2 separate regions of the Drosophila melanogaster genome follow, and region 1 is linked to region 2. Evidence: chromatin contacts called from public Hi-C data. All regions are on one chromosome and are shown on one strand. The core of a region is the stretch at or near the end of the contact, and the rest is flanking DNA. Distances in the headings are between cores, read along the strand shown.

Region 1 (5,826 bases), core at 34-2,533, 74 kb after region 2:
CCGGTGGGTTAGCACCTTAAGTCATTAACCCGCGCGCATTTGCATTCGCATGCCAACAATTTGTCAACATTTGCCCGACAACTTATCACCTGCTTAGCATCGCAGCCAGGCGCAAAGATCAAGTGCCGCCAAAGCAAAAGCTGAAACAGCAGCTCCAGCGGAATTTCCACCATTGTTTGTGGCCCGTAATGATCCGGGCTAAGAACTGTCACATGTCTTTGCGCGGTCTGAGTCGCGTTAAATGAGCGTTTAAATGGCTGTGAGCCAAAGCGGCAGCTTGTTTACCATTCCCCCCCTGCTCGGTTGTTACAAGTGGAGTAGTTGTTGTTTCACCAGTTGATATATAAATGTATGTATGTATATACCATAAAAAAAAGGGGGCAAAACAAAGTGTAGAGCACCCGGCGCCATCAGCGTCATCGCTGTGTTTACATTCAGAGAGAGCCACTCAATAATGTAAGTCAACTTGCAATGGGATTTGTGAGTCAAACGATGGGTATGCTGCGCTATCAAGAATTACGTATTAAATATAAGGAGATATAAGGAGATATAAGGTATCCAATAATATGAATAGTATATTATTGCTTAATAAGAAAAAGATATCAAGGTTATGTGTGCATTTAATTTATGAAATAATAATGCGTAGATGCATGCGTGTCGATGCATACTACCGATGATAAGTAAACTATCACGTTAATTACATTTTCTATTTGAATGACCATTTGAATTCATGTATAATTTTGGAGACCAGCCCCTAGAAACAAATACTACTACTACAATTAGCCACATTTTCGCAGTGCATTAGTGTTGCTGCTGGGGAGCAGAGTATGGAGCAAACTATCTGTCAAGTTGGTGGCAGCTTGGGAGCGGCGACAGCTACAAGCCATGCCATGTGGGTGGCTGGGTGCCGTTGCTCCAGTGGGCCAATAGAGAGGGGAGGCGTGCCAAAGGCTGGGCGGGGAATGCCATTCGCAATTGCCCGACTCGCTGGCTGTTCGTTCTCATTGTGCGACATTCCGCATTACGGCGGCCGCGTGATAAGCCCATAAAAAATACACGCCGCCAACGGCAACCACTCAACTAACTATCCTCAGTCGAGTGTGTTGTGAGAGTTTCAGTTTCAGTTTCAGTTTTGTGGCCAATAAGTCAGCGATTCGGGCGTGGGTGTGCATACTATTCGATGCATTGCTGTAGTACATGGCGTGCTGCCGGCTAGAAAGGCGGTTTCAATTACCCAAAAGATTAGTTCTATTGACGCTCGACTGCATCGGCATTACACTGATAGTCGGAGGATGCAACGGTACAGCTAGTTCTGGCAGCCAATCAATAGGCTTCATTAGCCGGATCGGATCGGATCGGATCGTAGAAGGCCGCCATGGGAGGCGGCCCGCATGGACGCCCAGCGGTGTAGCTGTTAAAATTTGACAGTTAGCCGACAGCCGCGATCGTTAGGCATCATTAAACGCGCCCGCCAACAAGAGCAGCGCCTAACTAACTAACTAACTAACTAACTAACTGTCAGTCAACCCGGTCAGTCATTCGTACAGTTGATCATTTGGACGACCTGGGAGCGGAGTGTTTAGCGATCCACGTCACTGATAAAATCACAAACGCGGATCGAGGATCGCGGATATGAGCGGGATTCAATCGGGCGGAACAGGCATAGGTACTAGTACCTAAATGCATACACTGAGACAAATAATAACGCTGTTAAATATATATAAAAGTACATATTAAAATTGATTGAAATGCAGCGCTTACAGAATAAGCTATAAATAATTATAAAGCATCTCATTTGAAGTGCTTAAATAGCTTTAAGGTGTAAAATAAAGTTTGAAAAATGAAAAATATTTAAATCCTGTTAATTCCAACATATTGTTTTTGATTGCAACTACTTGTTCTCGCAGTGTCGCATTAATTGGCCTCAGTGTAAATATATAAATAGCTTTGCTGCAGGGGATCCATAAAACAAAGAATTAAATGCGTGCGCCTGAATTTTAATTTCACTATCCAGTCGACCGATGGCGCCACAGCTGCATTCCAGAGTTTTTAGAATTTTCATTTAGTGCCGACGAATAAAGAAAAGTTGGCAGCTGCATGGATTCGCTTTAGACTGGCTGTGTTCCGCTGACCCAAATCCATCTCTCAACGAGCCCGGCGCACACAGCGAAATAAGTTGGCCAGCCAGGGCATTTAATCAACAGAATCCGTTGCATTTAATACCCCGACCGCGATTCGTTGCACGTTTCTCACTTAGCTCTGTGTCAGAAACAGTCGCTAATGACAGATGTCATAAAATCAGGTGGGCTCTACCAATACTAACTCTTGGAAAATCCCGAGTGAGGTCAGATCAAATCGCGTTGCCTTCTTAACGTTTAATCTTTCGGATTATACGAGTTTAAAGTTTGAATGCCTAAAAAACAAAAGAATGGCAGCTAATATAGAAGACATGTCTCTTGCCATTTTCGGGGTGTTAACGTGGTAAATGAAAGGGCGGGTCCACAACACACACACACACAGAGAGAAAGAGAAAAAGGTCTTAGCCAGAAATTGCATATTCATGGAGGCGAGCAGGAAAAGATGGGCGGTGCAAAATGGATTGGTCTGTCTGGTCTGGCATTTTGCGGAAAAAATCGCTAAAATAGAAAACGGCAACAGCAGCAGCAAAAAGTCCCTGAGAATTGCATACAATTGAAGTCGCTGCCATCAGACACTCATTGTTGCGTGCAGTCACGTGAGGATGAAAAACAAACTGAAAAAATAGTAGAAATATATTCGAAAAAACAGAAACAAAAAACAAACGCCAGCGAAGTGAGTAAGCTCTACGCAGCTTGGCAATTAAATCTAGTCAGGTCCGACAGACAACAATGTCATGAGCCTTTGCCATATTGTTTCAGACTCTGCCACTCAGCCAGCCAATTACATCAGCAGTTTGTTTTTTTTTTTTCTGTGACCCGTGAGAGGGTCCCCCCCCCAAACTCTGCTAACCCCCCAAACCCACCCAACACACCTGGTCACTGCCAAGGTAATTACACAGCAGAGACTCTGCTGCAGCCTGAACTTGACCTTTGCGCGAGCATCGGAAATGTGTTGTGCGATTTTGGTCTTGAACCCGCTGCTCTGAACTCCAACTGGGGGTACTCTTTCAAAATGCCAAATAGCAAATGGCCAGTCGAAAAATATAAACAAATCGGCGAAACCATAACAGACCAATCTCATTGCGGTAAACAGTAAATATTTGCACATTATTAATTTGAAAGCACTCATGCTGCCATAAATACATTTGTGTGTAAAAATAATATCCATAATGATGTCAGTGGAGTGAGCGGCCCCAGAAGCACAGATGTCAAGAGTTACGACGACAGGCTGAAAGTGAATCATACCCCTCATATACTACATACATACATACATACATATATGATCATTTCCATTTTAGCATAGGTCAGTATTATTTTGATGATGCCAGCAGAAGCAGCCCCTAACCTAAGTGCTGAGAAATCATGTGTAAAATATGCCAAAAACTGAATTGAAACCGACCGAGAAGAACATGGGCATTATTTGCGTAGAATTTAAAATAAAGACCCCGCGCGATGAACCCATTAAATTGTTTACGTAATCCATTTAAATGAATGGTCAATTCGCGTCGAGGTGCGAACTGAATGCGTAAACACAATCGGGCCACATGATCATCAAAAGCTAAGGGGGGAGTAGTATATATGTATATATGTCAATATATGTGTGTGTAAATACATATTATCATCCAGAGTGGACAACAACAAGTAGCATTCATACATAAATAAGTAACGCAGTCAAGTTTGCAATTAAAATCAGTGAATGAGTCAGACCATCGAGTTTGGCATTGACCCATAAGATGCTTTGGCTTGCTCGCGATTAGAATGGGTATTTTTAGACGATAAGCTGGCTGGACCACAAACTTCATATTATAGACCATATAAATATAATATTATAGACTTACCTCAATATATTCGCATGCGAAAGTTTATTCAACAGCTGCACCTCCCGCAGCATATTCGGTCGATTGGCCCGCAACTGATTCATCTTGAGCACCATCACCTGGCCGGTTGTACGATGTGTGACCTGCAAAATCGGAATCAGCAAACAGAAATCAGTATAAACATTGCCAAAATCAGAAACATGAAAATATATACATATATGTAGAAGCAGATCCATAAATCGTTCTGCCAGTCAGACAATTCAAGTGCAAAATGTGAGGACACGACTAAACTAAAAACTGAACCAGGTACAAAAACACATGTTCGAATTCCAGGGTCAAGTTCGCGTGGAAAGTTGTTGGCGAGTGCAAGGCAAATAGTTCGAGAGCTGGTGGATAATTGCATCGAAACAAGTGAGACAACAAGCAAAGTGGTTTTCATGGATTTGTGCAGACCAAATGAAAAATCAATAAACCCGTCTAACTGTCTGCGCTGGCAATTTTTGGTCCAATGCAATTTGATGGTCGGTGGTTTGCGCGCCAGAGAAGTCGTCTGCAATCACAATTAAAATTGTTAATTGAATTCGCCTTTTCCAGATGGGTTGGGTTGGTAATAGGTACATACGCCCACCAAAAAGGGTTAAATGTCATTTGGTATGTAGGTGCTATTCCTGTACATCTACACTAGAAGCAGAAATTAAATTACTTAATTGAGTTAGCAAATTAACCCCAGGCTAGACATCGTTTAAATCATCTTACAATATTCTAGACGACGTGTGAAAAGGTTAAAATATTTTAAAATAACCTAGAACTGTTGCCATCTAAACTTGAAACCAAATAACAAAGAACATTAGTATCTTTATTTGAAGATTATACTTTAGATTTAAGAGCGACTTTTTCTCAGTTTCGAGCTGGTCGTTGGGCGTCTGAGCCGGGATTGCCACTTGGCGCCAGACAACATTATTCACAATTCACTTAAACAAATAGCCCCAAGTTGCTGCCAAAGCACACACACGTACACACGAACAACACTCGTTTTTATGTGGACAATGGCAACTAGTGTTCAACTCTTCTTGAATTTTAGTATTCTATTCTATTTTTATGCCAACAAACACACTGCAAATACGTAGTGAAAACAAACAGCAGGCTGTGGCACTTCCACACACTTCTATTCCTTGAGCGCGAATTTCTCGGCTCTTTGCTAATGGCAGCAAATTAAGTTTCCTTGTCCCTTGCAATTCGCTCGAGCGGAATCTACATACATACATATATATATATAGATATGTAGGTGAGTAAGCTGATACAGGCCGGATGGATGGATGGCTGGATGGCTGGATAGATAGATAGGATACGGGGGACACTTGGAGACCGGGAACACGTGTGCGTGGGTGACACACACGACGCCGACAACTACCATGCTACCATTACCTGCAGTACCTTTTTATGTGTACAAACAACCAAGTCGTAACCAAGTCATTCCCAAGTCGTTCTTTATTGTCCTGTTGCGCTTTTAGCTCATTTCGACTGTGAGCTGGCCTCCATTCTCTATCTGCTAGCTGCCTTTGCGTCGGTGTTAACAAATTTATGAAGTTTCTGTTGCCATTTGCTACAAGATATTCGCTTACGCCCAGCGGCCGAAGTCCAATTCACGGCGGTCTGCAGTCATGAGTTGTTTGGCTTGTTGTCTCCGCCGGCAGCAGAATGTGGCAATCAAAATCAAAAGCAGAGGGTAAGGAAAAGAGGTGGTTGCCCAGATTCTTAACTCGGCTCAGAATTCGATTTCCGCTTGGTGTCACTTTATTTTCGGCTAGCTTCTCATGTCATTCGCTCATTTGCTTATCTGCCACTCAAAAAGCTTTCAATATACTTATAAG
Region 2 (5,795 bases), core at 1,198-3,697:
GAGGCAGCATCCTGTGCCCGAAAGGGGACCAAGTACGCCGAGGGCACCCAGCCCTTCACCGTCCTCATCGAGGGCAACATCGGCAGCGGGAAGACCACGTATTTGAACCACTTCGAGAAGTACAAGAACGACATTTGCCTGCTGACCGAGCCCGTCGAGAAGTGGCGCAACGTCAACGGGGTAAATCTGCTGGAGCTGATGTACAAAGATCCCAAGAAGTGGGCCATGCCCTTTCAGAGTTATGTCACGCTGACCATGCTGCAGTCGCACACCGCCCCAACCAACAAGAAGCTAAAAATAATGGAGCGCTCCATTTTTAGCGCTCGGTGAGTGCATTATTCCCGTCGTCCGGTTTGACCAGAAACGCTAAACGAAACTTATCCATTACCCATCGCGCCGCAGCTATTGCTTCGTGGAGAACATGCGACGAAACGGCTCGCTGGAGCAGGGCATGTACAATACGCTGGAGGAGTGGTACAAGTTCATCGAAGAGTCCATTCACGTGCAGGCGGACCTCATCATATATCTGCGCACCTCGCCGGAGGTGGCGTACGAACGCATCCGGCAGCGGGCTCGTTCTGAGGAGAGCTGCGTGCCGCTTAAGTACCTTCAGGAGCTGCATGAGTTGCACGAGGACTGGTTGATACACCAGAGACGACCGCAGTCGTGCAAGGTAGTTTCTACACAAGCTCACATCTACCGAAGCCGCTAAATATGCATTTTTCCTCAGGTCCTAGTCCTCGATGCCGATCTGAACCTGGAAAACATTGGCACCGAGTACCAGCGCTCGGAGAGCAGCATATTCGACGCCATCTCAAGTAACCAACAGCCCTCGCCGGTTCTGGTGTCGCCCAGCAAGCGCCAGAGGGTCGCCAGATAACCATTATCCCATTAGTACCTAATTGTGTGTAGTACAGACGTTTAAAATAATATTATAAGAGGCCTAGACGAGCCGATTCGCGGGACAAAGGCAGAAACTTACACTTCGAGCCAATGATTAACACATTCGTATATTAACAATTATAATCCACATTATATTCTCTTCACAGCAACTAGTATGTAAGCTCAAAATATTGTAATAAAAACTGTGAATGTTTATGTTAAAGGCAAGGCACCTACTATTTTTGTGTTAGCATTTCAGTTCACTTGCATTTTAACTATATTGTGTTGGACAATGAAATCATTAAATGCCTTCTCTAGCATTGATTTTTGTTATCTTTTTCTGAAGCGGGGTTTTTTAAAGTCATAATAATGTGTGCACCGTAAAAGCGGCGTGATCTTATGCCTGCTGAACTCTAATGTGACTGCATGCGCTTCTCATTACTGACCTAAATATATATACTTTATTTCTCTATTGACTTCCACCCACAAAGACAACCATTTGTTGAGTCAACTTGCTTTATATAAATGTATATAATTAATTGTTTTCGCTATCGGGCTTACTTAAATGCTACAGCTTAATTAGGACATCGCAAGGAGAGCACTCCATCTGTGCTGTGAACGTTGATGCCGTTCCTGAGGGCGTTCACTTGGGTCCGTTCATGATTCCTGGACGGACGCCGGGTATAGTGCCCAGTGGAGGCGGTGGTCCCATCATGGCCATGGGATTCATAATCGGTGGCGGACGCATGCCCATCATGGGGTTCATCAGTGGAGGCATATAGGGCATTCCAGGCATTCCCGGACGCGGAGGAGCCCCCATGTTGGGCGGCGGAATGGACACGCCCGCCGGCTTGGGAGGCGCTCCTCCTGGCCCGCCGGCAAACGGATTGTTCGTGATCTTGCCCGCTTTGAAGGCGGCGGTAGTGGCGTCAATCAAATGCTGCGCCTGTTCCTCCATCCACTTTTGGTAGTAGAACTTTACATTGTCGCGATGCTTGCGGCCGGTGCAGTGGGTTTTCCGCACCGAGGGCGAGTCGTGGGTCAAGTAGGTGTCGCAGTAGTCGCAATAGTACTTTGGCATTGCACTAATTTATTTATCTTAGCTAAGGAAATTCGGTTCACTGTAGTTTTATTTATTATTTTTCGCAGTCGTATGACCGTATTTCGACAAGGGTGATAAGCTACTGAGACATGCTGCTGTCTGGCAACTCTGCCGCTGTGTATATCGATATGTTTAACAGCAACATTCAGCTTGAAACTCATGGAGATATTTGATTTGGGTTTGTCAGCTTGCATTTTATATTTATTTATATATTCAAACAGATACAACATAAAAATAAATATAAATCATGCATTATATATTAATGTTTTGTGTTGAATGCCCACTGTGCACTGTTAAGTGTTACAGCAGGTAACACACTGTTAGTGTGTGCAGTGTGTCCTGACTAAGCTAAGCAGAGTTTTGAACCCTAGTCGGTGACATACTCAAGCAGCTTGGACGAACGGTCACACGGGCAGATGATTTATCTGCGACTTCACTGCCCTTGCCATGTATTGGGCACACTGGCAGTTATTTTGAAACCGGCGAAATACGAAGACGTCAGCGCGGACGGTCGGTTTTTGTAATTTTGCCGGCTAACACACCTTTCGAACGACGCGTAACGGTGGCCGGGCCATTAAAATCGCCACAACCACGGGCAATTCGAGTGCGGCGCGCTAATTATGCAAGGCTGAGAACTAGCCACAAAAATTTGGGGGGCAGCAATAAACCAGTTGATTTAAACTAGTTTGTGAGTGCGTGTGAAAAGGCCAAGGAATTTGGCCGAAAGTAGTAGACAATAGCTAGGAGGCTGCGACTGCGGAGGATTCAAGTCCAGAAGTTGTCCGACCAGTTTTCGGTGCCCGTGTGCTCGTGTGTGTGTGTGTGTGTCGGGATTACTTGGATTACCTTTTATTTTATGTTGGCCGGTGCCTTCGAAGCGGAGCGAATGAGTTGGAGCAGCTAGTGGCCGCCAGAGAGATCAAGAGTGCGAGAGCCAGCGAGAGATGCCCTTCGTCCAGCGCGTGGTGCAGCCCGTCAATGTGGCCCAGGCCACGGCGGCCAGTTTGGGCCACGCATCCGGACGATTCCACTGCACGCCGGGCAAGTGCCGGAACAACAACTGCATTAACAAGCAGTCGCCGGATGTAGAGGTCCCCAATGGCCACGGATCACCCACATCCCTTACCAGGGTTCTGGTTCACCAGGCGCCGGAGGATCAACCCGTACCGCCCGCTCCGGCGCCCATGAAGAAGCTAAAGCACCACGTCGAGTTCCTGTCCACCTCGCCCACTCGCCATCAGTCGCAATCCCTGCCCAATTCGCGGCATCCCAGCCAGCAGAGGCCGGCGCTTGGAAGGATCGCCAGTGCACCGCAGTCGCCCACTGCCGGCTCCTCCAAGGTGGTCTCCGGCCACGAGTTCGACTCGATCAGCAACATAACGCTGAGCAACGCCCTGCGGCAGCTGGCCAGCTTGGTCCTCATAGCCAGCGATATCTTCGACGACCTGCAGCGGGATCTGCAGGCGGTGGGCGAGCGGGCGGGTCGTGTGCAGCGGAAGATTGCCGCCGTGGAGCGACGCGTCTGTGCCTACGATCCGAAAACGGTCACAGTTCGTAAGTAGACCCATTCATCTTATGCCCTATTCAATTCTAGCTAGGATCTACATAAGTGGGAGCTCCCCCAATGTGTGTGTGTGTATTCCTCACACGATTCGCGCTCAAAGTCAAGTGCGTTATCACGGACAGCTTATCGCCCGTCATCTGCCGCTTTGTATGCGTGGAGTAGCTTCTGTGTGGGTGGCTGTGTTTGGCGGAGAACGTGCTCCAATCTTATCTGCTTTCGCAACACGCGGGGAATTCAATTTGCAAAGGCGCAAAAGGGAGGAGAAGCAAAAATAAGTCAGTGGGGGAATTGGGGAGCAGGTCTCGCTATACCCTATAGCAAAGTTTTTTCACTGGGGCTAATTAGAAACAGACGCATATTAACATATTAGATTAATATTTTAATATTTTCTAAAACAATTGATTTTATTGTTTCCTTTTCTGTTTTTGAAAAAGTTAAAATTAATAAACATATTTATTGTGTTCTAAGAATTTAAATGATATTTACTAGCGCTGGACTTACTATTTAATTTGATTGCAAGCAATACTAAAATATAATCATAATATATACACATGTATATTAAACTCCTCCTGAAATCGCCATACCCTGGGAATACCCTTTTTCTGAGCATCTCGGTGAAAAGAAACCGAGGGAATACCGAACCAGTGGAAATTAACACCTTGTTTACTTTGTCGCCTCCGCTGTTTGGGGCTCCACTCCGATCGCCCGATTGCCCCTTTGCCCATCCTGCCATTATTCCATCATGCAGAGTGTGAGTGGGTGGGTGGGACTGGGTGGGGCTGGGTGGCCTGTGTTCATGCAATTAGCTTCTTGCCCGCGTCCAGCAGAGGCTTCTACAATTACCAACGAGCTACGAGCACTTAGATAAGCGGTCTAAAGTCGTTTGGCTCATTGTTTTCGCGACCTTGTGTTAAATACCTTCCCAACACGAATGGCCATTTATGTGGCAAGTGCTGCAGTTGTTGTTGCTGTTGTTCTAGTTGCAACAGCAACAGGTTATCCGCAGTGGCTGTCAAACTTCGTGATATGCCCAAATCCGAATATATTTTCTCGTCTATCCGCATTTTAGCACTTTGCTTCGCTCGGCACTTTATCGCCTTTACATTTTTGTTTTCTGCTTGCAATCCGAATTTTGTTTTTCGCTTGAAAAACGTTCAATAACTTTATGAAATCTCAACGGCAGACTGGCGACGACGCTGACTGCAGCTTTTTCACTCCGACTTGATATTGTTTTGTTGCCATTATTATTGTGCACTTGGCTGCAGACTTGGGCTGTGCGCGGAGCTCGACGTGGCGTACGATCCCATTGTCAGCTGTCATTTTGCAAGAGCTCACTTTGTTTACGCCAGCCCCTCTGCCGCTGGCTTTTGGCTCCTTGTCAGCTGCCCGAGGAGAGCAAAAACCCAGAAAAAATAACACGAAAACAGCAGCTGCTGCTCTTTGGGCTACTGCATGCGCAATCGAAAACGTCGCACTAATTGCTCAGGTATGAAGCCCAGGAAAAACAAGAGCACCACACTCGGTCTTCTACATATGCGCGTACAGCTGAGGGCACAAAAATAGCAATAATAATAGTTTTAGGCTCATTAAGTACTGCGAATCTCCACAAAAATTGGAAACATAATCCACAATGTATGTGGATTTTTATATGACCTTAAAAATTTTGTATTATGATAATGGCACTAATATAGTTATCAATATTCTTAAAGTATAGTTTAATAATAAATACATATGTATATATTCTGTAGTTAGGCGTCTCTTTCCCTTTGTCTATTGTTGTTAAATACAATTGCTCTTTGAGTATTTCGCAAACAACATTTTAAAAATAAATTATCAAGGATAGACACTTTTCTTCTTAGACTTGTGTTCAATTATTTTATTTTACATGTCATGGTTATCTAAAAATATGCGCCCAGGTGATAGATAGCCTTCAAAACGGGCGAGCACATAAAATTGCTTCTAATACTTAAATGGTATCATTAAATTTATCTAAAAATGTGACACAAGCAAGTAAAACTTTTCGATTGTTATAATGTTTCAAAAAACCCAACTCAACTGGCATAATAAAAACCATATGCGTAGTTATTATTGAGGTAACAAAGAAACCCTGGCACAGCTATTAATTTCACCTTAACTGTGGGTTGTTAATTTTGAAATTTGCAATTGCCTCGGAAGGAGTGGACACTCCACGCCACTCCACTTCGATTCCCCTCACCTGTTCCTTTGTCCCGCAGCCATTAATGTGCT

What was found. A called contact is a pair of places that touch in the nucleus more often than the background predicts.
Region 1: a Hi-C map of the Kc167 cell line shows a contact between it and region 2, with 2.2 times the contacts expected there. A contact is called at or near these places in 4 of 107 Hi-C or Micro-C datasets (the Clone 8 cell line, the Kc167 cell line and the OSC cell line).

Annotation. Positions count from the first base shown.
Region 1 is chr3R:19,056,737-19,062,562 of dm6, forward strand. It overlaps lncRNA:CR46041 (long non-coding RNA:CR46041), which reads left to right and starts at 1,284. Exons shown (of 1, transcript NR_133418.1): 1 at 1,284-1,783. cdi (center divider) reads right to left here. Exons shown (of 9, transcript NM_001260262.2): 3 at 3,977-4,098.
Region 2 is chr3R:18,981,578-18,987,372 of dm6, forward strand. It overlaps gukh (GUK-holder), which reads left to right and starts at 2,448. Exons shown (of 5, transcript NM_169846.2): 1 at 2,448-3,538. The coding sequence starts at 2,929. It overlaps snRNP-U1-C (small ribonucleoprotein particle U1 subunit C), which reads right to left and starts at 2,073. Exons shown (of 1, transcript NM_142510.3): 1 at 1,387-2,073. The coding sequence starts at 1,963. The coding sequence ends at 1,526. dnk (deoxyribonucleoside kinase) reads left to right here. Exons shown (of 4, transcript NM_001275793.1): 2 at 1-326; 3 at 403-673; 4 at 731-1,172. The coding sequence ends at 880.